Linked DNA regions of Danio rerio: region 2 is linked to region 1. The links are chromatin contacts, called in public Micro-C maps. All regions are on one chromosome and are shown on one strand. The core of a region is the stretch at or near the end of the contact, and the rest is flanking DNA. Distances in the headings are between cores, read along the strand shown.

Evidence for each region. Hi-C and Micro-C count contacts between places; a contact is called where the count stands out from the background.
Region 2: a Micro-C map of caudal fin shows a contact between it and region 1, with 20 times the contacts expected there. The contact joins the enhancer-like site here to the promoter of LOC101887111 in region 1. A contact is called at or near these places in 7 of 18 Hi-C or Micro-C datasets (caudal fin, embryo, hematopoietic stem cells and 1 more) and 2 of 4 datasets of contacts at active chromatin or transcription factors (caudal fin and embryo).

Annotation. Positions count from the first base shown.
Region 1 is chr11:46,017,884-46,024,021 of GRCz12tu, reverse strand. It overlaps LOC101887111 (inhibin beta B chain), which reads right to left and starts at 2,462. Exons shown (of 2, transcript XM_073917138.1): 1 at 1,465-2,462. The coding sequence starts at 1,843. It overlaps ralbb (v-ral simian leukemia viral oncogene homolog Bb (ras related)), which reads left to right and starts at 5,018. Exons shown (of 5, transcript NM_001002123.1): 1 at 5,018-5,151. It also overlaps a transcript of tmem63bb not described here.
Region 2 is chr11:46,217,753-46,223,027 of GRCz12tu, reverse strand. It overlaps a transcript of tmem63bb not described here. Among named protein-coding and RNA genes, the nearest start is that of gli2b, 19 kb to the left of the region's middle. Within about 2 kb of position 3,532, at least 21 of the 62 cell types and tissues checked have an H3K27ac peak or open chromatin away from gene starts, as enhancers often do.

The DNA.
Region 1 (6,138 bases), core at 1,213-3,712:
TGGCAATTCTGTCATCATTTTCTCACCCTTCACTTGTTCAAACCCGTTTGACTTTCTTTTATTCTGATGAACACAAAAGAAGATATTTTGAAGAATGTTGAAAAAAACCTGTAACCATTGACTTCAGTAGACCCTAAGAAATGCTGGCTTATTTAAATCCAATTCGAGTAAAATATGGACAAACTTTAACATTTATTTATTTATTTACTTATAATTTGGTCTGATAAATTTTAAAAATTAACCCAGCACTAATGTTTAGTCCATATTACACCCACAATTGGGTTGAAATAACTCAAAAATGGCAGGTTATTTCAATCCAATTGCTGGGTTAACTTTTAAATTAAATTATCGTTTATTCATTTTCCTGCAGCTCAGTTCCTTTATTCATCAGAGGTTGAAATGAACCGTCAACTATTTTACACAGCGGATGCCCTTCCAGCTGCTACCCAGTATTGGGAAACACCTATACACACTCATGAACTGTCAACTATTTTCCACAGCGGATGCCCTTCCAGCTACTACCCAGTAATGGGAAACACCTATACACACTTATGAACCGTCAATTATTTTACTCAGCGGATGCCCTTCCAGCTGCTACCCAGTATTGGGAAACACCCATACACACTCATTAACACACAGACACTCATACACTACGGCCAATTTAGTTCATCAGTTCCCCTATAGCGCATTTGTTTGGAATGTGGGGGAACCGGAGCACCGGAGGAAACCCACACCAACACAGGGAGAACATGCAAACACAGAAATGTCAACTGACTCGAACCAGCGACCTCCTTGCTGTGAGGCAACAGTGCTAACCACTGAGCCACTGTGCTGCCATGAATTAAAATAGGACCAAATTTAACCCAGTGTTTGGGTTAGTCCATATTTCACCCAATTTTGGTTTAAATAATTCAGCATTTCTTAGAATGTTCTTTGGTGCTCAACTGATGAAAGAAACTCATAAAGGTTTGGAAATACTTGAGGGGGAGTAAATATTGAGCACTCTTTCAATTTTGTGTGAACTACCCCTTTAAATGTAATTCATGAACAGCTCTAATCATATACATCCACCATCCCCGCGCAGCGCGCTCTCAGACGGCCACACACACATGCATGCACTCTCAGAAAATGACGTGTACTACATGTTCAAACTATTTTTAATTAGTTGAAACAACACAATTATTTAGTTTTGGGGGGACAACTTAATTGTTTTACGTTCAATACACACTTTTTTAAGGTAAGTGGTTGTAAACAATTCATATAGACTGAATTTAAACAAATTAAATGTAGTAATGTTCAAATTAATGAATTTGTTTAAATTCAGCTCATATTATATTGCATTGTTTGCTGCTATACGCGCCTTAAAACAGTTTGTAAATCCAATGAATCATTTATAAGTGCTTGTTGTCACAATGCAAACTGATTGTGTGGAACCCTGCATCTTTAAAGTGCGCAAACACACACCTGTCTCCGCGAAGCTGATGATCTCCGACGTCTCCTCCTCCAGCTCGTGCATGTACGCCGCGTGCCCGTCCAGATTCGGGATCTCCACCCGCCCGTCCTCGCGCAGCTTCCCGGCGTGCAGCTTCTTGAGCGCGGTCACCATCGCCGCCTTCGGGATGGGGTGTGTGATGTTGGGTCTGTCCCGCATCTGCAAGCGGCTCAAAATGTGTCTCTTCACCGCCTCCAGGAAATCCCCGTCCGCCGGTCCATCCGTCTTGGGGAGCCCGCAGGACGCGCAGCTCGTGCTGGTGCTCGGGGTCTCGGTGTCCGGTGCCGGTGTGCCGCGGATGGAGGACAGGACGCAAACTAAACAAAGCACTTCAAACATCAAGCTTTTCATCTTCCAGGATGCGAGCTGGATGGATGGAAATGAAAGTTCGTATCCGCCTTGATTATTTGTCGCTCTTTTGTTTTCCCTCTAATTAAAAAAAAAGTGTAAGATCCACTGCTAGAGGTCCGGGCTTGGGGAGTGATTAAAACACAAAGCAATTAATCCTGGCTTATGGATATCCCGGACACACAGTGATGCATTCAGTCAAATTCTGCTCGATTGATTCTCCATTTGAGTGAATAATAAAGTCTTGCTTTCAGCGGACGCACTTTTACGCACGAGCCTGGCGCGTCATGGCATGACTGGAAATCTCAGCATTACGCGTCAAATAAAAACCCCACAGACTAAACAAAGGATCTGTTATGATTCCTTCACTCTGCTAACTTAAAATCCTCCATGATGATGATGATGATGGGAGAGAGTGTGAAGCAGTCACCCGCGGAATTTCCAAATAACCATTCGCCTTTTATGTTTGTTAGTTCTTCAATAAAAAATCCCGTCCTCCTTTGTTGGACATTTTGACTTCCAGTGAAGGTTTCCCAGACACTTCTTCATCATCGCTCTCGGTGCTCGGGATGCTGTGTGGGAGCTTCTCTCTCTCTCTCTCTCTCCAGCGAACAGACATTGTGCCGCTTCAGAGCCGCAGGAAAGTTTATATACTGGACTGAAGGACCACGTGGGACGAGCAGCAACTCCAGAGGATTATAAAGGTATCTGATCTGACTGAGGAAATGTGCCAGGACTAATGCGACATTTCAGAGCATTTTAATTTTAATGCAATTCTCATTCAAATGTTGCACAATAACAGAAGTCACGAGAGTCATGCGTTTAAATTAGCCAATAAAAGTGCGCAATATTAAACAAGACAGCATCTATTGATGATAACAATACAAAACGTGCATAATGCCGAACATGCGTATTTTAAGTGATTGTGCATTATTTTATTGAATAGAATTTAAAAAACGCACGAAATGTGTGTGTGGAAAAGATGGAGCATCCTCTTTGACTAAAAACATTTATAGGCAGCAGGTTTCAGTCATGGAAAGCAAATGAGCGACACTTTTTAACAGGTTTGAGTGATTGAACGTGTGAACTCGTAAACTTGTCCAGCAGGCGCCAGAGGAGCTCATCTAAAAATCACTGACCTGCTAAACTCACGGATACTGCTTCAAAAGCACCACTTTTACATAGTCTGAGCATTAAAATAGGCTCTATAATATAGAGTACAGCTGTTTTTAAATAAAACAACGTGCAAATATTTTTAAAAATGCAATAAAAGGGCATTTGAACTCAAATGAGAAGTGATTTTAGATTTATGTAAATAAAAATGAATAGCGCATCACTGATGGAGTTTAAAGTTGTAAAACAGCGCCACCACTCGCTAAAACAAGACATCACATGTCATGCATACTCCGTCACCTTGGAATTGGTTCTGTCTGCGTTCTAAATGGTTTTGAGATGTTGAGTGTCAAAGTTATTGCAATAAATATAGCAAACAGTATGTGTCTAACAGTTCTCTTTCATACATTAACATGACAGAGACCATAAATATACTCTAAATGTAAATTATCAAAATTCTCTTACATTTGCCAATTGGAGTTTATGTTGTTTTGACTCAACATTGGGTTAAAACAACCCAGCATTTGATTAACTTTTAGCTTAAATATGCTTCAGTTTTAATACATAGCCTCTCATAAATGCTGGGTTGTTTTAACACAATGTTGAGTCAAATATTCACAAATCTAACCATTAGATTAAATTTTAAACATTAAATATTTGCGCCAACGTCAGGTTAAAACAACCCAGCTTGATTATAGTGTGGTTATAAGATAAAAGATATTACTTTTGAAATATGGACAAAAATGCTGGGTTGCATAACCTAATGTTGGGTCAAATATGGACAAACTGAACATTTCGTTATTATATATTCTGATTAAGTGTCATAAACATCATGTGACAGCGTCAGTCTGCAAGACAATATGTGTCTAACAGTTCTCTAAATGTAAATTATCAAAGTTCTCTTACATTTGCAAATTGGAGTAAAAAAAACAACAACAGAAAATGCAGATAGGAGCTTCTAATTCTGAAAAGTAAACGGGATTATAGGATTTGTCTATGGCAGATTATTCATTGAAGCATTACTTTTTAACAAATGCAATAAAACACACATATATCAGTGTTGTAACAATATGATGATGCTTGAGAAAGTTAAATTTTTGCTTTCTATACTATTTATTTCATGTTTTAGGATATTTTTTCATGTTCAAATTAAGCATGCAAGGCTGTGCTAAATATTTTACCCAGTGCAGATGTTAATTGTATGTAATTAATATGCTAATATTTATATAACTTTATGATTTATATTAATTATTTAAGTACATTTACTGAATTAAATTAAGGATGCTGTGGTGCAGTAGGTAGTGCTGTCGCCTCATAGCAAGAAGGTCTCTGATTCGAGCCTCAGTTGGCATTTCTGTGTGGAGTTTGCGTGTTCTCCCTGTGTTCGCGTGGGTTTCCTCCAGGTGCTCCAATGATCAGTGAAATATGGACAAACATAACAGTCAAACTCATTCATTTCCCTTCAACTTAGTCCCTTTATTTATTCAGGGGTCCACAATGGAATGAACCGACAACTTATCCAGCATATGTATTACACAGGGGTGCACAGTGGGTAACACATTCGCCTCATAGCAAGAAGGTCGCTGGTTCGAGCCTCGGCAGGGTCAGATGGCATTTCTGTGTGCATGTTCTCCCTATGTTGGCATGTTGGCGTGGGTGTCCTTCGGTGCTCTGGTTCGAGTTCTGGCTGGGCCATTTCTGTGTGGAGTTTGCATGTTCTCCCCGTGCTGGCGTGGGTTTCCTCCAGGTGCTCCGGTTTCCCCCATACACCAGCACGGGGAGAACATGCAAACTCCACACAGAAATGGCCCAGCCAGAACTCGAACCAGCGACCTTCTTGCTGTGAGGCAACAGTACTAACCAATCACCATATCGCCCTTGATAACGAATAAATTAACAAATTAATTACTCGTTCAACAAACACAATGTAGCTACAATTTGAATTGTAAGCAATTGTGAATCAAAGTAAATGTGCATCAAGCTGAATAACTTTGTTTAAATGTATATGAATAATAAAAACGATCGTAAAATTGTCCATATATGGCGTGATGGCGTCACATCCTCGTGATTTGAATATCCTGTGGGCGGGGCGGTGAGGCTGTACGGGAGTAGTGGAGCAGATCCCGGGTGACAGAATTATGTTTTAACCGTTTACATGCGCGATTAAAGTCTCAAGCTCTTCACAGATCAAACTTCAGGTGAGTAGTGTTTCACAGACAATGCGGGTTTGCTCAGTTTGCGAGTGTTTTAGTCAGTTTGGGCAGGCGAGAACTCTAGTTTTGAGGTATTTCCTCGGGTTGAGGCGCCACTGTGCCTTTGTGGGAAAACTTTTGTGATTGACAGGGGTGTCATCCAATGAGAGTGCGAGTAGAGTAGCGTCCGCCTGTTATGTTGTCGTTTGAGCCAATCAGGAGTTAGAGAAGGCGGGCTCTTGCGGATAACAATGAGGAAGGGGTGGTGTCCGCGGACTGGAAAAGTAAAAATCGCTTTAATCTGTTTAAAAACAGGTTGCTTAAAAGGTTTAATGTGTTTTTTGGTGGTATTTATTGTTTTCTGTTGCTAACCTGTGTTTATGAGGTTTGTTCAAACAAGAACTTTGGCTGTAAGAGTGCAGTGGTACGATTACTGTGTACCATAATAGTGAATGATTACCAAATTCAAATACAGCACCATGGTAATATTGTGGTGCTATAATACAAGACCATGTAGAGTATGTTACTGTTTTATTTTCATTTTTTCCAGTCTCAAATATTAAAAACGCCCAAAATACACTTTTAAATGTTTGTTTATCTCCCAAAGTGGGTAACAATGACAGGGGGTCGCTTGAGGATTTCCAAAAGTCAAATTAATTTGATTAAATTATAAGAATTACCACATTTTTACTTGAGTATGATTTTTTAGTACTCTTTCCACCACTGATAGTTACATAAAACAGCAACAACATGCAAATAAAAAGCCATCAGCCTAATAATTTCTCATAGGATTGTGTGTTAGTTTATGTTGTACTTTAGATTAACAACACAGATTGATTTTATAGCACCAAGTTAAACTTTCAGACACCTTTATAGCAGTCAAAAACATTAATTAAATACTTAACACGCCACAACTGAACATTGAGGATCATCTTTGAGTGGTGGTCTCCAAAAAAAGTGAGTACAATTTACATAATTATAAAAATGAAGTCG
Region 2 (5,275 bases), core at 2,283-4,782, 200 kb before region 1:
CTTTTGTGATTTGCTATTATTATTAGTGGATTTAAATGTAACCAAATATGAGATGTTGCACCTCTGAGATCACCAAAGTTGACAAAGTAAATGTGTTTTTGTTTCCGCGTTGGCATTTTTATACACTTCTACACACATACAGAGAGAGAAAAAGCCTTTAATACACGATTTCCTTCACCTGAGGTGAACAAACTAACTAACTACTTTTTAAAATATATTTATTTATACCAGTGGTCACCAAACTTGTTCCTGGAGGGCCGGTGTCCTGCAGATTTTACCTCCAACCCTAATAAATCACACCTGAACAAGCGAATCAAGGTCTTATTAGGTATACTTGAAACATCTAGGCAGGTGTGTTGAGGCATGTTGGAGCTAAACCCTGCAGGGACACCGGACCTCCAGGACCGAGATTGGTGACTCCTGATAAATACAGATTTACACTTTATTTTAAGGTGTCTTTTTGACTTTCATGTTTACTATTAGTGCATTAATTACTGCATATTTACATGCAACTAACCCTAAACCTAGCCTGCATTCTAACTCTAACCATATAGTAAGTCCATATATTACTCAGCAGTTAAATGAATAGTAATTCACTACACATTTATACACTAATGCAATACATTTTATCTAATTACTTACTATTTTCAAACAATAAAATCCTTATTTATAAACTAAAATGTATTTAAAATGTTTGCATTTGGGCGGTTCAGTGGTTAGCACTGTGGCCTCAAAGCAAGAAGGTTGCTGGTTCAAATCCCAGCTGGGTCAGTCGGTGTTTCTGTATGGAGTTTGCATGTTCTGCCCGTGTTGGCATGGGTTTGATTTGGGTGCTCCAGTTTTCCTTACAGTCTAAACACATGCACTATAGGGGAGTTGGGTAAACTATATTGGCCGTAGTGTATAAGTGTGTGTAAATGAGTGTGTATGGGTGTTTTCCAGTACTGGGTGGCAGCTGGAAGGGCTTCGGCTGCATAAAATATATGCTGGAATTGTTGGCGGTTCATTCCACTGTGGCAACCACTGATAAATAAGGGACGAAGCCCGAAGGAAAATGAATGAATGAATGTTTGACATTTAAATGTATTTACTTTATTGTCAAATATAATAAAACTCAACAAATATACAAAATTACTATATACTAAGCTGTCTGAAAGTGCTAAAACTAACAGGAACGACATGATATTAATAAATAAATTAAACTTTTTTTATGTATTAATTAATTAAATTCGGTTATAATCTTTTTTTAGTGAAGTTATTTCAGTTATTTTGTTCATAAAGTATGGCCAGATGCTCTTAAAGTGAAACACACTCTCATATAGAGGAGGCTGTGGTCCTGAGAGAGTGTGTTCTTCAAGACCCCTACAACTAAACAAATTGACGAGTGACCTCTTGCTCTGGTGTATTTACCCGTGACAGGTGTATGAATCACAGCCGCTCCAGCCTGACCATTACAGCTCCGCTCAAACACACCACAGAAGACACACTTCCAGGAGGCCGAGAAACAGGAAAACAATGCTGGAAATCTGTAGAAATCATATAAAAACATGTCAGGTAATTGAAATTACCTTTTAATGACTAACAAACTAACAAAATAAATGCGTTTATGCATTCTTCCCAGAACAGTATTTACAGACATAAAAATGAACAAATAGAAATGGCCAAAACTTCTTATAAACATGAAAACCAGAATGCTAAATGTTTTTACGACATAAAGATAAAAATTCTTTAAAGATTAATTAAAGATATAACAGTTACATTTTAACAGTAAATAAATATTCATTCTTCAGATTCAAATGATGAAATAAATCTGTATTTTACGCTTTACATACTGAACAGCACAAGTCATTAGAAACGGCTACAAAGTATTGTTTGTTACAAAGTATCAGTTCTTTTACAGAGTAGTTTTTGTTTCAAAATCTTTGACTTGTTACAAAGTATCTTTAAAATGTTTCAAAGTGTCATTTCTGTAACAAAGTATCTTTAAAATGTTTAAATTATAACTTTTTTTAAGATATTGTTTCTGTTACAAAGTATCATTTTTATAAAGTATCATTGCTGTTATGAAGTATATTTTAATATATAGATGCTTTCAGCTTTTCTGTTACAAAGCATTGTTTCTGTTGCAAAGTATCAATTCTTTTACAAAATATTGTTTGTTACTTGGTATCTTTGAATTGATAAAAAGTATAATTTTTGTTTAAGTATTGTTTTATTACAAAGTATGTATATATATATATATATATATATATATATATATATATATATATATATATATATATATATATATATATATATATATATATTTTTTTTTTTTTTTTTTTTTTTTTACAAAGTATTGTTTCTGTTATCTTTTGAAATGATGCAAAGTATCCTTTCATTTACAAAGTATCAATCTAGTTAAAATTTGTTTCTGTTACAAAGTCTCTTGAAACTGTTCCAGAGTACTGTTTCTTTAACAAAGGGTCATTTCCATTACAAAGTATCTTTAACCTTTTACAAATTTTCAATTCTTTCACAAAGCATAGTTTCTTTTACACAGTCTCATTTCTCTTACAAAGTAACGTTTCTGTTACAAAGTATTATTTGTTTTTCTAAATATCGTTTTTGTTTACAAGTATCTCTGAACTGTTACAAAGTAATTTTTTTTGCGAAGTATAGTTTCTTTTACAAAGTAGCATTTCTGTTAAAAAGTGTCCTTGAACTGTTACAAAGTAATTGTTGTACAGGGTATTATTTGTAACGAAGTTTCGTTGAACTGTTACAAAGTGTTTTTTCTTTTTCTAAATATCGTTTTTGTTTCAAAGTATCTCTGAACTGTTACAAAGTATTATTAAACTGTTACAAAGTATTGTATCTTTTACAAAGTAGCATTTCTATAACAGCATCACTGACCTGTTATAAACCATTGTTTCTGTTATAAAGTATAGTTTCTGTTACAAAGTATTGTTACTTTTACAAAGTATCATTTGTTACAAAGTATCTTTAAACTGTTAAAAATATCTTTTCTGTTACAAAGTATCATTTTTCTTACAATGTATCTTTAAAATATTTCAAAGCATTGTTTCTCAGCGACAAAGTATCGCTTCTGTTACAAGGAATAATTTCTCTGACAAAGTATCATTTCTGTTTCAAAGTATTGTTTTTGTTACAAAGTATCTTTGAACTGTTACAAAGTATTGTTTCTTAGACATGTTTATTTGTTAGGAAGTATCTTTAAACTGTTACAAAGAATTCTTACTTTTACAAAGTATTATTTCTATTACAACATATCATAGAACTGTTACAAAGTATCTGTAAATTTTCCAAATTAGAAAAGTTACATTTGACTAACGTTCAAATGGAAACATTATACACATGGATACATTGTACTGTTTCCATTGCTGAATTGGAATGTGGAGCAGCTTTAATGATGCTGAATGGAACGTGTATGTGTGTGTGTGTGTGTGTGTTTCAGACTCTGAGTATGGACAGGGTGTGAGGCTCTTTGTGAAGTGTTCTCTGACATGAAGGGCTGTGACCTCTGACCCTGCACTCATATCTGGCCCCTCTGAGAGCCTCGTGCTCAGTGATTTACTCCGGACAGGCGCTGTGACCCTCTCAGTGTGTTTGGAGAGCTGGTGCCGGTCGTGCCGCAGCGTTTCAATGACTCACACTCACAGATCTGGAAGAGCTGCCCATCTGGCCTCAGTCTTCTGTAAAACACCACAAACATTCACAGCTCCAGATTTTTACTGTATGTTGTGACACGAGCTGCATGTTTTATCGTTCTGCACGATATTGGAATAGACTGACATGCAATATTTCATCTACAATATACAGTCAAACTCAAAATTATTCGCTCTCCTGTGAATTTTTTGTTTCATTTTTAAATATTTCCCAAATGATGTTGAACAGATTCAGGAATTTTTCACAGTATTTCATCTGATATTTTGTCTTCTAAAGAAAGTCTTAATTATTATATCTTGGCTAGAATAAAAGCAGTTTTTAATGTTTTAAGCCCATTTTATGGTCGATATTTTTAGCCCCTTCAGCAATATTATTGTTGGATTGTCTGCAGAACAAACTACTTTTATACAGTGACTTGCCTAATTACCCTAACTTTACCCTAATTACCCTAGTTAAGCCTTTAAATGTCACTTTAAGCTGTATAGAAGTGTTTTGAAGAATATCTAGTCTAATATTATTTACTGTCATTATGACAAAGATAAAATAAATCAGTTATTAGAGATGAGTTTTTAAAACTATTATGATTAGGAATGTGTTGAACAAAATCTCTCGGTTAAACAGAAATTGGGGAAAACATATATTCAGGAGGGCTTCAACTGTATATAGCGGCATTTACTGTAGTATAATTTCAGCAGATGAAATGATTAGCTGTGTTTGAAAATAATTAATAATTTTAGATACATCGGGATGACTTTGTTTCACTACAATTTAACTATACACCATGCATAATACATACCTTGCTTACATTAAAAAAATACATTATACCATGCATTACTTAATTGCATAATATACCGTAGTAGCATTGCATTTTATATCTATTCTGGCATTTAGTAAAATGCTTTACTAAAAACTTAAGTTTAGCTTTTTTGAGAAGTTTTGCATAGAGACAACAGCTCTGTCAAGTTTTTTCATGCATTAAAAAATACACGTATAGACTGCCCTATAATACACCAGACGCAATAGGGCGCAAGATGTGTTTGGAGCGATTTGTTGCTATTTTCAGACCAACTCAAGCTTAATATTCCCATTTTGCACCGCATTATTTAAATAGCAAATCCATTTGAGCCAATCTGTGGACTCATGGGTGTGCTGGTCTAAAGAGGAGGTGTGTTAAGCCGCATTGTTGGCGCATTGCTATTTTTGAGGAACTAAAATAGACTGCTCAATAGACCGGCTGAAAAGCAGTCGGTCTATTGATAGTCCAGCGCAGAGCTCGTTAGTTGTGCTCCCCAAGCGCATACACACTGCTGAATACACACAGGATGTACAGCAATACACAAATATCTTTACAGATGAAAACAATTAAGGATTAAAATATTAGAAAAATTATTAATTTCTACGTCAATATAAACACCACTGCCTCCATGCCTTCTTCCCCTTGGGGGGCTTTTTCAGTTTATTCATGACCATTTGCATTAGTATAATGTTATCATTATTGTCAGTATTATTTATTATATGGATATTTATATTTGTTTTTAATGAACACAAGTGTAGATTTGTCCACCTGTGGGGTTCTGGAGACGTCTGCATCACCATATAAGGCATA